2 separate regions of the Zea mays genome follow, and region 2 is linked to region 1. The links are chromatin contacts, called in public Hi-C maps. All regions are on one chromosome and are shown on one strand. Each heading gives the region's core, a stretch centred on a gene start, on an enhancer-like site or on the middle of the called end of the contact. The rest is flanking DNA. Distances are from core to core; before and after follow the strand shown. Region 1 overlaps LOC118471883 (protein SUPPRESSOR OF QUENCHING 1, chloroplastic-like). Region 2 has its middle 4.9 kb from the start of LOC100274900.

Region 1 (6,375 bases), core at 1,910-4,409:
GGCCCGTAGCTGTAGCTATTCTTTGGCTGAGATGCCGATGACTTCACCGTCCTCTGTTGCGTCTTCGCCCTCTGGTGGAGCGAAGCCTGGGGGCGGTGCTTGTGGTTGCCCTCCGGAGCTGCAGGTGCGTGCGGTGCATTCGGGAGTGGGGTGTTCGTGTCACTGTCTCTTGCTGAGGGCTTCGTCATCGCAGGCTTCTTGGGGTGTGTTGTCTGCGAGGGCCTTGCCCTTTTTCTCGGCTAGCAGCGCTGCCTTCACTGCTTCGTCGACGGATGGGGCTGCCTTCGAACTAGCTCTCTTGGATGCCATCGCGGGTGGTTTGTTCATAGCACGAACAGTGGGCGCGAAATGTTGGAACTTGCTCTCGGGGTCAAGTTAATCTAACGGGTGGGTGGTGAGAGTGTATGCAAAGTTCGGTGATGAAAGGCAATAGTTCTGTTAATCTGGCCTCTCAAGGGCACTGTATGGGGGTATTTATAGGTACTCGAGTGCCCAACGTTCCAAGGTAAGGACGTTTATGCCCTCGAGCACCTGGACTATCCCTAGAACATTCCCATTAGGAGGGATTACAGACCGTCATTATAGAAAAGCTATTACAAATCAGATCTGTAACACGCTTGTCCGTGCGTGGCCTGTTACAGTGGGCTGAATCCCACGTGGGCCTCCAGGCCAGGTGAGGACGTGGGACGGCTAGACTTTGCCGTAGTCTGGCCTTCGTCTTGCAATGAAGGTGACGAAGGGTGGGCCGTGCCGGTCATCTTGTCTTCGTTGGTGTAGTGAGGTGACGAAGTTCTGGAGCGAAGGGTAGCGTCTTCGCCTTCGCTCCAACAATACCTTTGCCTTTAATTGATCCACAACCAATGCTTATAAATCTCCAAGATTTTCTGTTCTCTGTGGTCCAACCTACATTCTTATTTCTCTAAGAACTGTTAGTCCACAAATAGTTGTCATTAATTACCAAAACATCACTAAGGGGCCTAGATGATTCATAACTACCTTACCCGAAAAAGGCAAGGGCGATATGAGGAGCTGCCAGTATAGGAAGGTTCTCAGGTCGATCATGCTGCGATGGTTTTTTGGACGAGGGATTCCTATATCGCCCCTTTTCAAGAAACCATAGCGGGGTTTTCAAGCTAGTTGAACTTTATAAATGCTTTGTAGTGCTACCTCGCCTCGTCTCCTCGGTAGAGATGAATGGGGTTTCTAGACCCCTTGGTAAATGGGTAATACGACTTGTGGGTAAAGATGCACAAACTCTGCAGAATGTAAAACTTATACTTAGTAATTGCTCATAAAATTTTGACCAACAAAATTAAAAACGATGCTCAGCCTTAACCATTTTTTGGTAAGCCTTACACTTGAGCCCCCACTAGAAGTGAGTCAAACACAATTTTACAATACTTGCTGAGCGATGACCATATAAGAGCTCACACTTGCTATAATCACATCAACTTAAGAACAGATAGCGCAAGATAAGGAGCATGAAGGATGCTACGATGAGTTCGAAGAGGTATAGTCCGTCATCTTCCAGTCAACTATGGTTGTGAATGATCGTTGTCGCTATATGATGTAATTTATTTAGTTATTTTGTACAGAACTTCTATTATGTAATAAAGATGTGACATTAATTTCTGTACCATGAGTGATCATATATGTGAGACTTAATACTAACACACATTTGAGCCAGATTTACCCTGGTATGACATAAACCCAAGGCTGAGCTGGTTGCAGTTGCACTTGCAGGGCACGACACTGCCTACTTTCAAGGTTCAGCCTCTGTCTTGGCTCCGCAAGGCCACGCCGGCCACATCAGATGCCATCGAGCCATGTTGATGAACAGGTTTCACTGAACAGGACTGTTCCTGACAAAAATGTGGCAGGGCCCAACAGGCCCTGGCCAGTGGCCACCGGCTCCCACTGGCGCTTGGTGCATGGACGTATCGATCGAGCATGCTCATTAGTCCAAGAGAGGGTCGTCTTGTGCTGGTCATACAAAAGATGGCGTGTCAGCTGATTACTATGCAGTCCAAGCTACACTTCATCATAGAAAACAAGGTTGATAGGGTTACCAACAACCAAGCTAATGGAAGGCATGGTCCAGAAACAGCCTGTGTAGTGTAGAGACAGCTACTGCATCCGTCCTATCTATTTTTAGTCAAACTATTTATTTTTAGTTAAAAACTATCTAAAGTTTAACCGAATATCTATAGAATAGAGTATTTACAATGTAGAATAGAGTATTTAGTACGCAAAATAGGTAAACAAAATATGTTCCATAACGAACCTAGTGTTGGTATCATAGGTATTAACATTTTTTCTACAAATTTAGTTAAACTTAAATCTGGTTTGACTCAGCACTATACTAAAATTGCACCTTTTTAGGGGCTGTTCTGTTCCCATCTCCTAAACTCCAGTCACTTATATTCAATAAACTGGCAATTGGTATGACTAAAGGAGGGCTCCTAAATAGAAATTCGAGGAATTCAAGGGACTAGAGTTTAGACAAGTGACTAAAGTAACCAAACAACCCCCTTACTGATGAAGTACAGAGCCGTTATTCAGTCCCAACAGCTATATGCTGCTACATTTTTATGTTTTTCCAGACAGCGAAAATGCTGCTCGTGCATAAACATGATGACCCGAAACAGGGGCCTGCTTTGCACATGGAGAAGTGAGGTCCATGCCACTGCTCAAACACATGACAGGTATGGCCTAATCCATGGGTTCTAAGGGTGGAATAGCATAAACAATCAGATCATTGGTCTAGTCATGACTCATGAGTCCCACTGGAATTGTCAGACTAATTCACTGGATTCCAACCCGGACAAAACCTATCACCTTAGGCCTTGTTCGTTTCTGTCAGATTGGTGGGTCGGAACGATTCCTAACCGAATTGCTTCTCTAATTTATATAAACTTTGATTAGGTAAAACGATTCTGGGTACAATCCGACACAAACAAACAAGGCCTTAATCCTTTGAAAGATGGTAGGAGGATATTGCGGGAAAAAAAACACAGGTGTCGACGGTACAACATGAGTACATGACACAACAGGTCAAAGAAACGTGCCAGCTGCCTTCCGAAACTCAAGGTTGGAATCGCAAAAAGAACTGGGCAACACCGAAACGAAATCATGGATCCCGTGCTTTCCACCTGTCCCAAACGCGATGTTGCGGCCACGGACCATCATGGATCGCTAATTGTATAGTGCCATCAATCATGAATCAGCAACAGAAACCATCACCAATTCAGGGAGCTACCACTAGTGTTGGTTGTAAAAGGATGCCAGCTAATCTTGCTCTTGTGTCTCCAGACATACACATTTTCTTGCGCCATTCAGAGATATTCAAATAACCATAATGCACGGCTACCATGACAAAACTGAATTCTTCATAGCACATGCCTGCACTCATCATTTTTGTTTTATTATTTGGACAGGGAGCATGTGCAAGACCATGATTTGAAAAGGTTATACTGTCAAGAGATTTTGTGCTGCAGATAGGCAAGCAGGCAGTGTTTTGCAAAGCACCACAACTCTTTGTTTGGAATAAAATTGTTCGATTCATCAATCATTAGGGTTAACAGGGTTCCAACAAATGGACTCCATACGGTGTTCCAAGCAACCAATGAACTGACAATAAACTACTCCATTAATACTGTTGTGCTGAGGGGAGACAATGAAGCTGGGTTACAAGCAACATGTCGCTATACAACATACAGGAGAAGTCAATCTTGAAACACTTGCCATTGTGGGCCTGGGGCCAAATTGACAATCAATACAATGATGCAAGTAAAAAAATCACCGTGAGTCTGACTACACCTTGGCATTCTTTCTAGCAGCCAGTAGTTGTGTGCTACCTGAATTATCTCTTGGCGAAACAGTATAGGATAGCGTAATTTGTGCTGGGTTCGGTTCCGCCTCTTCACGGAATTTGACATCAAAAGCAATCGATTGGTAGAGACAAACTTCATCTTCTTTACAGTAGTAAACCTACAAGATAGAATAGAACATACTCATTCATAATCTGATAATCCTAAGGGAAAAGATTTCCTTTAGTTGATTTTTATCTATTTGTGCAACCAGTAAATCTTTGATAAGAAAATATATCAGCAACACAGTACTTTGTTAACTAAGAAACAACAAATGGCACACATAGCATATCGTACAGCAGAGCCTCGTGCATCCTAACTCCAGCAGGGAATGCACACAAATTTATGGCGACCATATGAATAGGATGGTCTTTATTGACTATTTTCCTAGCAGGGAACTTGTACCAGCTATAATACAACTTGACTCCTGTTTACACATATCATCCTACCTTGAGGCAGTTTTTACCACTGCCGCCATCAAATGGCACCAATTAATTACAACACTATTTCTGTATTTATTAAGATGCTTTCCCATTCCTTTCTAGGATTGACTTGGTCACTTGTCACATCTTGATTCATGTGGCAAGAGATAAAGTAAGGTAGTGCGAATAATCTAACAAATTAATAAATGACATTGCTGATTCCATGTCACTACCTTGCAGTTTATCCTTCCCATTGACAAGGATGATGATATCCTTCTGAACTTCAGTGATGCCAGCCCTTCCGAGTTTAGAAAACCGTTCGCTGGTTCAATCTCAACTGCATTAGGCGGCTCTGTTTCCACATCAAATTTACTGCGGGCTTCCTACACCTCAGCGAAAAAACTTTAATACAAGCACTGTTGAATGCTGTACCACACAGTCACTAGTGACTACCATGAATAATGCAAACTTGCAAGTAAGATAAGAAAAAACAATGTCTTATGGTTATTGATGACCTTGGAGAAATGGTAACCATCAGGTACTGTAACTGCAAGAGACAAGAATCCTTCCTTTGAAGAACCACCATCGACATTAATAACATCTGTATCTGCCGATAATCGCCGTCTTAGGCGTTTCAACACCTTCGGTTTTGGTGATGGCGGTTGTACTCCGATCAACTCTAGTGTCTTCACCTCAGCACCTTTGTCACTAAGAGTTATATATCTGATTGTGTTGTTGTTTGTATCTGCTACAAGAAGCCTTCCTGTACATATATCAGTTACACCATTGTATTATATTCACTTTCAGTTTGCAGTACAGCAGAACACAAAGGATAATGAGGAAAAAATTCAATGTAGAATCTCAAGAGCTGTATTTATCAAGTAGTAACTGTATCAAGGCCAAAACTGCTCAAGGACATGGAAAGTGATGTTGTGTGGCTAATGGACACAGAAAAGTTCAATTGGTGTTGTGTGGCCAATGGATACAGAAAAAAAGTTCAATTAGTTCGAGATGCCAGGGACACCTACACCTCCGCCGCGGCCACCCGCGGCACCTGTCGAGACGCCGGTGTACCACCCGCCGCTCCTTCACCGCGACCCGCGGCACATCCACCCGATGGTGACGCGGCACGCGGCTGGTACCCTGCCGCCCCGGGTCCTGGCTGCCACGACCGGAGACTCGCAAGCTTCTCCGGTACCCACCTCCGTCCGCACCGCCCTGCTGGACCCCCACTGGCGTCGGGCGATGGAGGAGGAGTACTCGGCGCTCGTCGCCAACCAGACGTGGGATCTGGTGCCCCGTCCGCCCGGCACCAACGTCGTCACCGGCAAGTGGATCTGGACGCACAAGCGGCGGGCCGATGGTACCCTGGAGCGGTACAAGGCTCGCTGGGTCCTTCGGGGCTTCACTCAGCGCCCCGGAGTAGACTACGATGAGACCTTCAGCCCGGTTGTGAAGCCGGCCACCGTCCGTACGGTGCTCTCACTGGCCCTTGCTCGCTCCTGGCCAGTTCACCAGCTCGACGTCAAGAACGCTTTCCTGCACGGCACCCTCACCGAGACCGTCTACTGCTGTCAGCCGGCGGGGTTCGTGGACTCCTCACACCCTGACATGGTCTGCCGGCTCAACAGGTCCCTCTACGGCCTCAAGCAGGCCCCCCGGGCCTGGCACTCCAGACTGGCTACGTTCTTGGTGACCCTGGGTTTCGTGGAGGCCAAGTCAGACACGTCCCTGTTCGTCCACCATCATGGAGCAGAGACTGCCTACTTGCTTCTCTACGTGGACGACATTGTACTCACTGCCTCCAGTCAGTCACTTCTTCGCCGCCTTGTCGACGCGCTTCAGCGGGAGTTTCCGGTCAAGGATCTGGGCGTACTTCACCATTTCCTGGGGGTCACTGCTGAGGCTCGTCCCTCCGGACTCCTACTTCACCAGCGGCAGTACACTCTTGACATTCTGGAGCGGGCCAAGATGACTGACTGTAAGCCCTGCTCTACCCCAGTCGACACACAGGCGAAGCTCTCTGAGGCCCAGGGTGACCCCGTCGAGGACCCCACCGGGTACAGGAGTCTTGTTGGTGCCCT
Region 2 (6,639 bases), core at 2,177-4,676, 200 kb before region 1:
CAATGCAACGTTGCTTGGCCGTGTAAAAGAGAAGAGCCGTGCCCCCGTTTTATGAGGCGGCTGCCGCGAGGCTTTTAATGGCCGCCCCAAGTCAAATGCCCTCCTCGCCTCGGCAGGCGTAAACATCTGTTTCTTTTTTTTTAATACTACTAGTAACGAGCGCGTCTGCAAGCTCTGCTCTGCATGCCCCCGCTGGCAGGCAGGGGCAGGGCCGCGCGCGTGTTTTTATTAATCCCAAAGCCTACCGATAGGGCTGCACGCACGCCTGCTCCCTCGCTTCCTAGCAATGGTTTGCATCATCCTCCGCCGTACCGTACACATGCGTGCGTGGCTCTCGTGACGTTGAGACTGGGGGAGGAGCCTCTGAGCGAGATCAGATCGGTGATTCAGGGAGTTGAGGACTGAACAAAGGACAGAGAGACGCAAATGCAATGCCACTGCCGATTGCTCTGCCACCAAATAGACCATCTATCAGCGTTCAAAGCCAAGGTAAGAACCCCCCAAAAAAGTTACTACTACTACTGCTACGGACTCCATGGATTTGAGAGATCGTCAGACAGCACGTTGGTGAGAGTCGCGTTCCGTATTTGAGGGCCAATCGGCTAATTAAATATCATTTGCTTCTTAATGGGGAGCCACATGGGCGTCACTGCCTCATCGCTGCGCGCGAGATGCTAGTACAGTACGTCTTTCCACGTCACACTCATGAAAGGTTTAAGTACTACTAGTACTCGTTGACACGCCACACACTGGAGATGAACCAGCTGCGGAGGCGCGGACAGTCCGCGGCCTAGCGCAGGAGCGGCTCCTTCTCTGTATACGTTGAAATGGCCTGTGCCTGGGGCTCGAATGGTCCACGATGGAGAAGGTCATCTTCTTTGTAGCAGACCTAGATTTCGTCTAGCGGGAGGGACTCTGTCGGTGAGGAGAGATCTTAGGTTATGTCTTAGAGTCGGCAGACCACCCAAGACGCTTCTAGTCGATGTAGAGCCGAAGAAAGGTGGAGATTTGAGGTAGATGAAGGCTAAACTAGAGCTACTCCTAATGCATAAGTTAAAAACGATAAGTATAATTGATTTGATCGATTGTGAAGGTTCAATTGGTCGTAACCCTTCATCTATATAAAGAGGGGTCTACACCCATTACAAGTCGGTTCTCGAGTTAATCCTGTAGGTTTAGCTAACAAATCCCATAAGAAATCCAGAAATCTAACGGATTCTGCGCACGCGCGGACCGTCCGTGTCGTTACCGTGGATAGTTCGGACCGCGGACCGTCAGGCCCTAAGGGCGGATAGTTCGCCATGCCACTTTCGGTTCTCAACATATGCCCCCTGCCTCTTGGTAGAGGTTGACCAACCAAAAGCATGTGTACTGCTAGCATCCTTTGAAAATAATAGATCTCACAAGTCACTTTGTTCCCGAAGTAAGAACTAAGCCTGATGCAAGTCATCGGATTTTCAATCCAATAGGGTGATTATTCAATAGAACTCTAATGCATAAATGTCGTTTCGGATTGCATCTTTCTCGACCATGACCATCTGATCCATGGATCAAAAGGTATAAAATGAAGGTGCCCCAACCTGAATAGGCAAAGGGACTATGCATATACCAAGAGTTCATCGTCGTACCATTTCACGTTTGAACAGGACAATATATCGACGTTGAGTATGCAGGTGGAAAGTATTAATGCATCATTAGATGAATAGGCGATGCTTGCTGCATCGCTTTTCGGTCAGTTTTATTTGACCGTTTGTTTTGGTGGGTGACTAGGGCTGCTTCGTTGGCCGATCGCGTAGAACGACCTTCTTGTTAGCATATTTGGAGAGCAATTGACTAAAAGTAGGGTCAGCTTTGACCAACCGACCATGTGTGTTATATGTGCTTTGGCCCCGTGTCTCTTTTGTCGCTTTGTGTGGAGGCCGACGCCTCTGGTTATGGGAAGTCAACCGGACAGTCTGCATGAGCATCGGATGGTCCGCGCCCAAGGCTTGGACGGTCTGTGATGCTCGAGTCAGGGAGCTTTGCTCGGCTGCTCGACTGAGCCTGTCCCCAGCGCCTTCGGACTTGTTAGTCTTTTTGTCCGGAGCCTTTCGAGCAATCCCTCCTTGTGATATTCTCGATGTGCGAGGGTCACCAATGATGATGTTTTTGCCTTTGTCTTTATCGGCCGTTTCGGGCCAAACCAAGACTTTTTTATTTGCTAGTTCTATTGCACTGACAGGAAATGGTTGTGTGTCCACTTGCATGTCATGAAAACTCAACCAGGCCTTATTTATGACCGATTGTATCTGTCGACGAAAACATTACAAGCATTGGTGGCATGGGAAAAATAATTATGCCACTCGCAATAAGCATGTCTCCTAATATATAAGGTAAAAACGATAAGTAGAATTGATTTGATCGATTGTGAGAGATTTAATCGGCCGTGACCATTCATTTATATAAAAGGGTGGTCTGAACCCGTTACAAGTCGTTTTTTGAGTTAATTCTACAGGTTTAGCTATCAAATTCTATAAAAAATACAGAACCCTAACTAATTCTGCGCACACGCGGACCGTCCATACCGTGGACCGAACAGTCCGCCATGCCACTTTCGGTTCTCAACAGTACTACTTGGTTACCGACGGACTTAACCATCTGGACATCTGCTAACGAAATCAGTAGAGTCCAGGTCAAAGCAACGAAATAGTCCGAGGAAAAAAAAAGAGGGAGGGAAAACAAAAACGTACCCCCGCAATGTCTGGAGTTCCGCAGACGACGGCCTAGAACACACCGTATATACAGTATACTACAGTCTACACGAACAGGTGATCTTCACGCCTTCCACATGTTAAAAAAAACTATCGAGCATCTAGAAACACAGTAAAACGCTCGAGTGGTTGGATCAGGTACATGTACATATGGACGACACAGAAGGCCCTCTGAGAGGGAGCAAAGCCTCCACGGTGTCATGATAACGTTGAGCTACGGACACAGGCAGCGGCAATGACCCGTCGTCGTCGCCAATGTAGCATGCAACGAAGAAACCACATGGACCAAGTGCAACTGTGCAAAGACATCCCATAGTGTTTGCCCCATCAGCCAGAGAGAGAGATAGGGGAGGAGGCGACCGAGAGGCGAGAGCCAAGCAAGTCCGCCGCTTCTCTCCAGTTGCGCGCCATTGGAGCGAGAGATCGTACTCCCGCCAAGAAAAGATCCGGCACCTTCTCGTGGTCTGCGGCAGCGTGGCATGGGCCGCGGGGGCCTGGGCGATGCGCCTGATACGGGTATTTACGCCCGTGGCTCAGTAAGTCAGCAGGCCGTGATTGGGGGTCCGCAGCGGCGGTAATGAGATCATGTGGAGCGCGGCGAGGCCGGCGGGCGGGCTGGCGGGCGTCTGTACGTGAGGGGCACCGAGCCGTACCGAGCGGCAGGCGGCGTGCATCAGCCGTGCCGGATGCCGCGCCAAAGCTGGGGTTGCCTGCCTGGGCTGGTTGTTGGAGTTGCTCCGGTGGCTGTGTGTCCGAGCTAGGCGACGGGCGCGCTCGTCTACCACCAGCCGAGACAGGCAGGCGGGTCGGGTAGCCGGCCAGCTCGGTCCATGTACTTGTGTTATCTGTTTGCCTGCCGGTGTGCGGTGGTATCTACAGGGTCGCGCACTCGCTGGAGCGGGCGGGCTAGAGAGATGCGGTTTATGTACCGCACTACCGCGGGACGTACCTGGCGCCATGTAGAGCTCCAATAATCATGGTAGTAAGCTCACATGCGCGGTTGAAGGAATCCTTGCGCAAGTCCGAACGTGATTATAAACAGTCGTATGGGCCAGTGGCGAATAGCCAAAAATGTTGTCGGGTCACTAGGATCAACTTCATCATATCATTACAATTTTTTTAATTTTTAACAGTGTTTTATTAAAGGATTTATAGATTTTATTGGGTCAAGTCAACTGACCTCAACAAACAACCCTAGATTCGCCCTGGTATGGGCCAAACCTAAAAAATGTAAATAAACTAATTTTTCTTTTATTTGAGGTATTTGAGTTTTCAAACTAGTCCTAAGGATTAGGTCCAACTACCCGCTCGATCTAGCTGACTAGCATTTTCGTGGATAAGAGAGAACAAGGAAAAACTCAGAGCTACCGATGAGTTTCTCGCTAGTTGATTTGCGTCTGAGAGCAAGTATAATAAGATTATGTACCAGGTTGTAAGAGATGCCACGTCAGATTTATGGCGACGTAGAAGACAAAGAGAAATAAAGAGATAAGAAAAATGGAGTGCTCGCTAGTCAACTGAAAGCATGCTTCTCACGTACTTTAATATAGCTTATAAGAGAAAGTGGTGCACCAAATAATAAATGTGAAGCTTATATCATGAAGTAATTATTATATAACTAGGCTTGCGGTTGGCCATATATATATATATATGTACAACATCATAAAGCTCGCTATAAGCTATATTATTAACCTTGCTCTCAAAAAAAATTATATTCCCTCTGTCGGTGTTTCGAAACCCGGGGGGTCCCTGGACCGACGAGTGAATTGTCGCCGCGTGCCCCAGCCCAGATGGGTCGACGCGAGGCGGAACGCGAAGGGAGGAAGAAAGCAGCCGGTGGGAGACAGGCGTGGGAGAGTGGAACCCGCGGCCTTCGTGTTAGCCCCGCGCCCAGATCGGGTGCGCTTGCAGTAGGGGGTTACAAGCGTCCACGCGGGAGGGAGCGAGCGGCCTTGCGCGAGCGCCGTCCCGTCATTCCCCGCGCGGCCAACCCTCTGTAAGAGGGCCCTGGTCCTCCCTTTTATAGGCGTAAGGAGAGGATCCAGATGTACAATGGGGAGTGTAGCAATATGCTAACGTGTCTAGCGGTGGAGAGCTAGCGTCCTAAGTACATGCCATCGTGGCAGCCGGAGAGGTCTTGGCACCCAGTTCGCGTGGTGTCATGGCCGTCGGAGGAGCACTGGAGCCTGGCGGAAGGACAGCTGTCGGGGCTGTCGAGTCCTTGCTGACGTCCTCTTGCTTCCGTAAGGGGGCTGAGAGCCGCCGTCGTCACAGGGCATGCGGGGCGCCATCATTACTCGTATGGTGGAGCGAGCCAGATGGGACGCCGGTCTTGTTCCCCGTAGCCTGAGTCAGCTCGGGGTAGGGTAATGATGGCGCTTCCTGTTGACGTGGTCGGTCCGTGCCCTAGGTTGGGCGAGGTGGAGGCTCCTCCGAGGTCGAGGTCGAGTCTGTCTTCCGAGGTCGAGGTCGAGTCCGAGCCCCCGGGTCGGACGAGGCGGAGACCGTCGACTCAGGCCAGGGTTGAGTCCGAGCCCTGGGGTCGGGCGAAGCGGAGTTCGTCGTCCTTCGGGGCTGAGCCTGAGTCCGAGCCCTAGGGTCGGGCGAGGCGGAGTTCGCCGTCTTCCGGGGCTGAGCCCGAGTCCGAGCCCTGGGGTCGGGCGGAGCGGAGTTCACCGTCTTCCGGGGCTGAGCCCGAGTCCGAGCCCTGGGGTCGGGCGAGGCGGAGTTCGTCGTCTTCCGGGGCTGAGCCCAAGTCCGAGCTCTGGGGTCGGGTGGAGCGGAGTTCGTCGTCTTTCGGGGCTGAGCCCAAGTCCGAGCCCTGGGGTCGGGCGAAGCGGAGTTTCCTATGACGCCTGAGACCGGACTTGGCTGCTGTCAGCCTCACTCTGTCGAGTGGCTCAGCAGTCGGAGCGGCGCAGGCGGCGCTGTCCTCTTGTCAGACCGGTCAGTGGAGCGGCGAAGTGACTGCGGTCACTTCGGCTCTGTCGACTGGAGGGCGTGCGTCAGGATAAAGGTGTCAGGCCACCTTTGCATTAAATGCCCCTGCGATTTGGTCGGTCGGTGTGGCGATTTGGCCAAGGTTGCTTCTTGGTGAAGACTGGGCCTCGGGCGAGCCGAAGGTGTGTCTGTTGCTGGAAGGGGGCCTCGGGTGAGACGTAGGTCCTCCGGGGTCGGCTGCCCTTGCCCGAGGCTGGGCTCGGGCGAGGCGTGATCGCGTCCCTCGAATGGACCGATCCTTGACTTAATCGCACCCATCAGGCCTTTGCAGCTTTGTGCTGATGGGGGTTACCAGCTGAGATTTAGGAGCCTTGAGGGTACCCCTAATTATGGTCCCCGACAGTAGCCCCCGAGCCTCGAAGGGAGTGTTAATACTCGCTTGGAGGCTTTTGCCGCACTTTTTTGCAAGGGGACCAGCCTTTTCTTGGTTGTATTTTGTTCCGATGGGTGCGCACGAGCGCACCCGCCGGGTGTAGCCCCCGAGGCCTCGGAGGAGTAGTTTTACTCCTTCGAGGTCTTAGTGCGTTTCGCAATACTTCGGCTGGTCTAGTTGTTCCCTCATGCGAGCTGGCCGTAGCCCGGGTGCACGGTCGGGTCCCAAGTTCTCGGGCTGGTATGTTGACGCTGTCAACGGGTCGGCCGGAGCCGGGTTTGCGAGACCAGCCCCCGAGCCTCTGCACAGGGCGAGAGGACGGTCAAGGACAGACTCGACTTTCTTACATATGCCCCTGCGTCGCCTTTCCGCAAGGAGGAGGGGGGGAAGCGCCATGTTGCCCTCGGAGGGCGCCGAACATGGTGTTTCCGGTGAGCTGCTGGCGGGTAATCCGAGCGGACGCCCGTGCCCCATTTGCTAGGGGTTGGCTAGAGGCCCGGAGGCGCGCTCCAAAAG

The links. Hi-C and Micro-C count contacts between places; a contact is called where the count stands out from the background.
Region 2: a contact with region 1 is called in a Hi-C map of ear, with 2.7 times the contacts expected there. The contact joins two enhancer-like sites. A contact is called at or near these places in 8 of 25 Hi-C or Micro-C datasets (bundle sheath, ear, leaf and 3 more).

Annotation. Positions count from the first base shown.
Region 1 is chr1:50,616,030-50,622,404 of Zm-B73-REFERENCE-NAM-5.0, reverse strand. It overlaps LOC118471883 (protein SUPPRESSOR OF QUENCHING 1, chloroplastic-like), which reads right to left. Exons shown (of 28, transcript NM_001395056.1): 26 at 4,807-5,054; 27 at 4,525-4,674; 28 at 3,633-3,990. The coding sequence ends at 3,814. Among protein-coding and RNA genes, the nearest start is that of LOC118473617, 34 kb to the right of the region's middle. Within about 2 kb of position 3,159, at least 9 of the 20 cell types and tissues checked have an H3K27ac peak or open chromatin away from gene starts, as enhancers often do. A contact at or near this core is called in ear, root tip and tassel, where this site is marked.
Region 2 is chr1:50,811,843-50,818,481 of Zm-B73-REFERENCE-NAM-5.0, reverse strand. No RefSeq gene overlaps it. Among protein-coding and RNA genes, the nearest start is that of LOC100274900, 4.9 kb to the left of the region's middle. Within about 2 kb of position 3,426, at least 10 of the 20 cell types and tissues checked have an H3K27ac peak or open chromatin away from gene starts, as enhancers often do. A contact at or near this core is called in ear, root tip and tassel, where this site is marked.